Regions from separate parts of the Mus musculus genome. Here region 1 is linked to region 2. The links are chromatin contacts, called in public promoter capture Hi-C maps. All regions are on one chromosome and are shown on one strand. Each heading gives the region's core, a stretch centred on a gene start, on an enhancer-like site or on the middle of the called end of the contact. The rest is flanking DNA. Distances are from core to core; before and after follow the strand shown.

Region 1 (3,524 bases), core at 87-2,586, 2.6 Mb after region 2:
TACAGCTCGTTCACGGCATGACCACCCGCCTCCTTAACACGTGAGTGCCCCAGTGCTTGTTCTGTCAGGGTCTCCTTCACTCTGTCTACATCCCACTCAGCCTGTTTCCGTCATCCTGACTTCTGCCTCCACCTCACTCCCGTGAGAATACACAGTGGGCTTCATGGCTTTTCTGCCCACAGCCCTCTCTCTAGTGACCCTCTCAGCTCTCCTGAGGCTCCTAGTGACCCTGACTAGTGTCACCCCATCACTTGGCCTCCCTGGTAGCCCTGAAGTAAGCAGCACAGCACCTCAGGGTTTCCCCACTCTCTTTACTGCTGGGGTACCTAAGGTCACCTTACCAGAAACCTGCCTGTACTGTCCCTCCTATAGATCTTATTCTGACACTCACTCTGTCTGGCAGCCCATCATCCACTGCTCACTGCTGGGCCTCTTCGGGCGCCTGGTGCATCCTGAGATGAAGTGAGTCCTGCCTGAGTAGCCTGGAGGTGACAGGCTGCTTGTGAACACTGAGGCTGACCCACACAGAGTAGCCTGCTGTCTCAGCGTGAGACCACTGTGCCCATCTCGCCCAGAGACAACAGTACTATACTGATTTTCCGAGTTCTGCCAGACCAGTGATACACTGGGGCCAGTTCTTAGACTCAGACTTCCAGTTCCTGGAACAGACATTCTATTCTCAGAGATTTGCTCACCTGTCCAAAGAGTGAGTGACACCCATCCAATTGTTTGACATCAATTCTGGACACACACAATGAAGACCCTCCCTCACAGATACACCAACAAGGCGGTTGGATCTGGGCAGTCCTGCAGTTGAGTCTTGGTTCTCAGATGACTTTAGGCTGTGTCATGTTGACCATTAAAGCCTGCCTTGGGGTGGCCCACATCCCGGATACATAGCCTCTGTGGGAGCTGCATTTGTGGCCAGCTTCCCTAGCCTTGGCAGGCAGAGCAGGCTTGGTTTCCAAAGGCACTGTTTTTCCCTTAGTGACACTCTAAGGAATAGCTCTGCTCTGCTCTTGCAGGCACGATGTCGCAGCCCCACTGAGCCCCCATTCTCAAGAAGTCTCCTGCTACATTGACTATAACATCTCCATGCCTGCCCAGAACCTCTGGAAACTGGTGAGTTCCGTGCTGGCCTGGGTGCAGCAGGGTCTCATGGCGGTCAGTGGGAGCACCTGCTCCCTACCTCAGAGTACCCAGAATGCCTCCTCAGATGAAGGGTTCAAATGGAAACTTGGATAAGAAACTTTGATTTAGCAAGTCTGAGATGTCCCAATGGGGAGCAGTCACCTCATCAGGCCGAGAGTCCTCTGGGCCTCAGGCATGGATTGGGAAAGTTCCAAGTGCTGTGTCTTCCCTGCCAGGGCCTTTCGGGTCAGGGCTGTTCCAGCTGCAGCTGCCTCATGGACTGTTCACTTTTTCACCCTCTGGCCTAGTTTCTTTCTGGTGCTGTGTCAAAAGCAACTTAGAGAGGAAAGGGTTAAGCTACAGTCCACCCCTCTTCGAGTCAGGGCAGGAACTTACTGAAACCGTGGAGGAGCACTGTCACTGGCTCACTCCCACATTCAGGCTTTCCTGCCCAGGATCTGCCCAGGGAATAGAACCACCCACAATGGGCTGGGCATTCCCACAGCAAGTAACAGCCAAGGTAACTCCCTCACAAATATGCCAGTAGGACAGTCTAATCTGGACAGCCCCTCAGTTGAGACTCCCTCCTCAAAAGTCTCTGGGCTGTGTCACATTGATAATTAAAGCTAAGTAAGACACCCTCCCACCACAGACATGGCAGCCTCCGCCACTCCTGTGTCCCAGGGGAAGCCTCCCAGCCAGTTCTTACCCATAGCCCACAGGAGCACAAGCAGTTTCCTGGTGAGGGCCTTGGCCATCAGAGGGCGATTTCACTGCGACAGTGTCCTTCTGGTGACAGTCATCTGCTCTCCTGGCTCCTGCTAGTGCTCCTTCCCTGTCCTGGCCCAAAGTGTTATTCTTGCCTGAAGCCTACTTCCTCGTCCTGGCCCAATGTCAAATTCCTACCAAGCGGTCCCAAAAGCTCTCCACAGCCTACCTAGGTAGCACCATGCCAGTTTACTGCCTTCGCCAGCACAGGTCTGTCTGGGGGGGCTGCTTTCATTGGCACACCTGACCCACCTTTACCTGTTTTCCCCTTGGATGTGCGGCACACTTCCATGGCCGTTTCCATCCTGCTGCTTAATCCCTCCCGAGTGGGCCTGACTGATAAAAGGCCGGCGTCCCTTCTCGTTGGAAGCTGTCTCAGGAGGAATGGCACTGAGTCTCACTGACCTCCCTGCCAGCTTGCTGCCAGTGGCTCCATTGCTGACCTGTGCCCCTGCCCCCTTCCTAGCAGCCCTTTGAGTACCACTTACCCATGTCAGATGGAGCCTCCAGAAAGGGGAGCAGGCCTCAGGAGCGGCTGCCTGGCCCAGGATGGCTTGTCTAGGAACCATCCCTGTTTTGGCTAGAGTTCTGTGTCCTCTTGTCTGAATAGGTATCTTTTGAGTCCCCGTGGCTAGCTCAAATGCTGTGTTGTAAAGGGCGTATGGGGTCATGGAGGGTCTGTAGTGCCAAGGACTAGCTAGCGACCTGTGCTTCCTTTGCTGGAGAGCTTAGCCCAGACCAAACTGATTCCATAGCTGTGTGACTGCTCCTCACTTATCTTAGGCAAAAGGCCAAGAAGCCATGGGTGTCTGGTCTTTCGGTAGCTATTTAACACGTACGATCTGCAAAGGGATGCACAAGTGACTAGTCATATTTAGGTTTATATGGTTTGTGGTGCTGGGGATGCAACCCAGGGCCTCACCAATGCTAGGCAAGTGCTCCACTGCCAGCCCCCCAGGCTGACAGGTTCTGGTTCTGCAGGACATTGTGAACAGAGAGTCCAACCGGGATACCTGGAAGACTATCTTGTCGGAAGTGCGCTTTGTACATGTGAACACATCCGCCATCTTGAAGGTAAAGGGTAGCTCAGGTATGCCTGTCAGGCCTAGCCTCACCCAGACTATTCCTGGAGCTGTTCAGGCCTGTGCTCACATAGCTGCCAAGTGATGAACATCTCCCTGTTTTATAGTACACGCAGGGGGAGAAGAATCCTAGGAAGACCTGGGGCAGGGACCTGCTGACACAGCAGTGGGGTCAGCCGACTCTCTGTCATGCTCATTGCCTTTCTTGGTTTTACTAGCTGAGCGGGGCTCACCTCCCTGACTGGGGGTTCCGGCAGTTGGAGGTAGTTGGGGAGAAGTTGTCACCGGGCTACCACGAGAGCATGGTGTGGAATGTGGAAGAACACCGGTATGGCAAAAGTGAGTCATCAAAGCTCTGGGCCATGGGCATCTGCTTGTCTCTGTGGATCTGGTGCCACTCAAGGAAACGCCAAAGCAACGCTGGGTTTGGAGGGACCTAGGTTCCTCCATTCTGTTTGGCTGAGTCCCTTGCACCCATCCATGAGTAATAAGGCGTTTGTGCTACGGGCCTGCGGAGGAGGCTCCTGCATCCCAGAGTACACT
Region 2 (3,580 bases), core at 126-2,625:
TCGTTCTTTCTTTCGTTCTTTCGTTCTCTCTTTCTCTCTTTCTTTTTCTTTTTCTGTTTTTTGTTTGTTTGTTTGTTTGTTTGTTTGGTTGGTTTTTTTGTTTTTTTTTTGTTTTTTTGTTTTGTTTTGTTTTTTTTCGAGACAGGGTTTCTCTGTATAACTCTGGCTGTCCTGGAACTCACTCTGTAGACCAGGCTGGCCTGGAACTCAGAAATCCGCCTGCCTCTGCCTGAGTGCTGGGATTAAAGGCGTGAGCCCCCACGCCCGGCTGGAGAACATCTTGCAAAAAGTAAAACCTTAAATTGGCAGGACGTGAAGTCTAAGACCACAAGACTCACCACACAATACAGGAAGCAGGGTCTTGAAGAGAACCCTCCCAGTCCCTACCCACTCCCTTCCTCACCCCCTCCCTTCTCTCCATCTCTCCTCCTCCCTCCCCTCTATAGCAGCACTACTCATTATCACCTAGAGGTAGAGGCACCTCAGATGCTGTACAGGGGTGAATAGATAAACAAGCTGTTTCTCTCCATTGTGGAGTATTAGTCAGCCTTTAAAAAAGAGAAGTGTTGTCTGAAGTGCTACTCTGTAGATAAAACCTGAGGGCATTGTGCCAAGTGCAGTAAGAAGTCAGCGAAGCAAGCACCATGTGACTTCACTTTCATGGGATCTTAACTTGGTAAAAATGAGAATGATGAAGCCGAGTGGTAGGGGCTAGCTGAGGGGAGAGGTGGAGTTGGTGGTTACCAGACAGTCCACTTTGCATGGTGAAGATCTTGTGTAGCTGGTGATGATGCAGCATGGGGTTTGTGGTGGATCTAAGCATCGCATGGCTCAGGTAGTCACTTTAAACACATTTTACCACACTTGTTTTAATGGCATTCTGCCCAGAGCCCTATCCTCACACTCATAGGTTTCAAACTTTGCTATGGATACAAAAGTGTTAGCATTTATTTACCTAAACATATTTATTCTTAGATGTAGCTTTACACAATAAATTATGTCAAAACAGTTTTAAAACAGAAGTGTGTAGTGGCTTCATTAGTGACCATGTGTACTGCTTGATGGGCTGAGAGGGACTAGGTAAAGGGCCGTCTGGGTACAGTGGCTCCTCTGTTGGGTCTAGCCCTTGAGGAACCTGTGTGTTCAGGAACCCTTGAAGCCAGGGCAGATACTAGACCACTGGATAAGGTTCTTGCTACCATGTATCTGGGCTTTCCAACTCTGGTAGGCCCCCTCCCAGCCCCCTCCTCAGGGTCAGGCTCTGAGTCAAGCTATGCTCCTGGTTAATGGAAGTTTCAGGGTTCGAGTGTGTAGCTGGGCTTCACCTGAGGCTTGCCGTAGTCTGGCACAGAGTGCTGGGTGCTGTCAGCAGTTACTGAAGCCCAGACTTCTCAGGGTGCACACTGGGCAACTGTTCTGGTTGACGGTGCAGGCGGCAGGCACTGTGAACCTCTGGCTGGGTTCCAAGCTCTTGGCCACATTCCTAAGAAAATATGACTGGCTCATGGGAGGGGCAGAGGGAGGGGAATCTAGACGGAAGCAAGGCCAAGGCTTCCTCAGAAATTCCAGCCCTTCTGGGCCTGTTAGATGGACAGTACCTCTGCAGAGCTCAAAATTAAGATTACTAACTTAGTCTCTGGCCAATGGGTATCATTACAGGTTCCCGCAGTCCTGGTCCCTGGTGATAAGCAGGCAAATGTAAGATTGTTTCATAACACTTCTCAGGAAACAGATACTTTAGCAGAGTGGATTGTAAAACAGCACACTTGGAATCCAAAGTTAAGCTTCAAGAAAGTATATATCCAGGGACACACTGGAGCGTGATGACATCTTCTGCTGAGTTCCCAAGTGCCTGTTTTGTAGGAACTATGTCAGGAGGGGCTTGGATACCTACTCAGATCTGAGCTCCTTGCTACTGGAGCCCAGGCTGGTGCTGGAATCACAAGTGGGTGCCACCGTGCCTTATTGAGACACAGCGGTCCAAGAATTGGGTTCTGATCTTTGCTTATAAATGTTGCCCTGCTATGGCTTCACAGTAAGAAAATCAGTGAAGGCCCTTGTTCATGCAGACCTTCACAGGTGAAGTGTTTTCTGCTCCTCTTGGCCTGCTCCCGATTTCCTCAGGGTTCTGTTCCAGAACCCCACCCTCTCAGCATCCTGGGGCAGATAGGAAATACTGTCACAAACATAGACACACAGCTTGTATTGCAGAGGGACCAGGTTCCTCTGAGAGAACCAGCTCAGAAATATAGGCTTAGTTCTAGAGGGTTCTCATGAGAGTCTGAAATCTCCACTCTGTTCTTCCCACAAACATTTGTTATTTCCACATTCCTTTTACTCCAAGCTGGTAAGCATCGCAATCTGGAAGAGTTGGATTTGAAAACATTGAATGTGTGCAGACAACTAGAGTTCATCCTCCTAGGAGGATTAGGCAATCTTAACTTCCTATTCTTGGAGTAGATGGAGACAAGAATAGGATTTGTGTCAAATTAAGTCTCTTTTTAAAAATGTTTGTAATGCTCTTAAAAACATATAGTAGTACTTTGAGTGTGCGTGTGTGTGTGTGTGTGTGTGCGTGCGTGCGCAAGTGTGCATACACCTATGCATGTGGAGGTCAGAGAACAACGTGAAGGGGTCAGTTCTCTCCTTCCATCCTGTGGGTCCTGAAGATTGAAATCAGGCTGCTTGGATCATCAGGGCTTCAGTTTGATACCTAATAGCAATACTGCTGTCCCTCCTGGCAACAACGGTATTGGGAGGGCACAAGTGTGCGACTATTGTCATTCTGCTGTTCTAAGGGCAGCTTCCTACTGCTGAGATCAGACCCCTGTGCCTTTCCCGTACCTCTCCACAGGAACAGTGGCTAGAGGGTGCCCTTCCCCAGCAGCATCGCTCAGGAACTCATTAGAAATGGGTGACAGAATGCAGCCCTGATGGTTCAGATATCTCATCCTGCTGGCACATGGGAGAGCGAAACAGAAGCCCTGCCTATCACTAAAACACACCCTGGTAATGTGGAAAGTGGCTTGAAACATTCTCCCAAAGCAATTGTAGCCTAAAGATGATTATGAGAGTGAGCAGGGTGAGCAAGGCTTGCTTTCCTTAGTAGACTACAGGGAGAACTCGGCAGCTGTCCAATTAGCTCTGACAAGAAGGTGGCCAGGAGTTTAGCCACTGTGAACAAACTGATGGATCTCCCACTTAATGCATAGTGTGCCTTGGGATAGTAGTTAATTAATTAGGATGATGTATTAGTCATGTTGGTAAACAAGACATTTTAAAACTAAGCGTGTAGTTTGAACTCAGAGTTTAAATTGCATTGGAAGCCACACAGCACATCAGCCCTCTCACAGTGTGGTGGTAAATGCTGACAGGTCCTGTCCAGATGCTCCCAGAACCTCACTTCCTCCCAGCCCACAGTTGCAGGCTCTTCACCCTCTTGATCTCCAGTTTGGAATGTCCTGGGCAGTCTAGTCCCTCTAGGGCATTGGTTCTCAACCTGTGGGTCACAACCCCCTCCACAAACTTCTATCTCTAAAAAAATTTACATTATGATCCATAGCAGTAGCAAAGATACAGC

Evidence for each region. Capture Hi-C pulls out chosen DNA fragments and counts their contacts.
Region 1: a promoter capture Hi-C map of liver shows a contact between it and region 2, with 2.7 times the contacts expected there. The contact joins two enhancer-like sites. A contact is called at or near these places in 1 of 39 promoter capture datasets (pre-B cells) and 1 of 9 other capture datasets (liver).

The regions. Positions count from the first base shown.
Region 1 is chr2:32,247,590-32,251,113 of GRCm38.p6, forward strand. Pomt1 (protein-O-mannosyltransferase 1) reads left to right here. Exons shown (of 20, transcript NM_145145.2): 12 at 1-40; 13 at 1,026-1,122; 14 at 2,881-2,973; 15 at 3,200-3,320. Among named protein-coding and RNA genes, the nearest start is that of Uck1, 11 kb to the right of the region's middle. Within about 2 kb of position 1,337, at least 19 of the 459 cell types and tissues checked have an H3K27ac peak or open chromatin away from gene starts, as enhancers often do. A contact at or near this core is called in liver, where this site is marked.
Region 2 is chr2:29,631,821-29,635,400 of GRCm38.p6, forward strand. The region is part of intron 1 of Rapgef1 (Rap guanine nucleotide exchange factor (GEF) 1); the gene reads left to right. Among named protein-coding and RNA genes, the nearest start is that of Rapgef1, 14 kb to the left of the region's middle. Within about 2 kb of position 1,376, at least 203 of the 459 cell types and tissues checked have an H3K27ac peak or open chromatin away from gene starts, as enhancers often do. A contact at or near this core is called in liver, where this site is marked.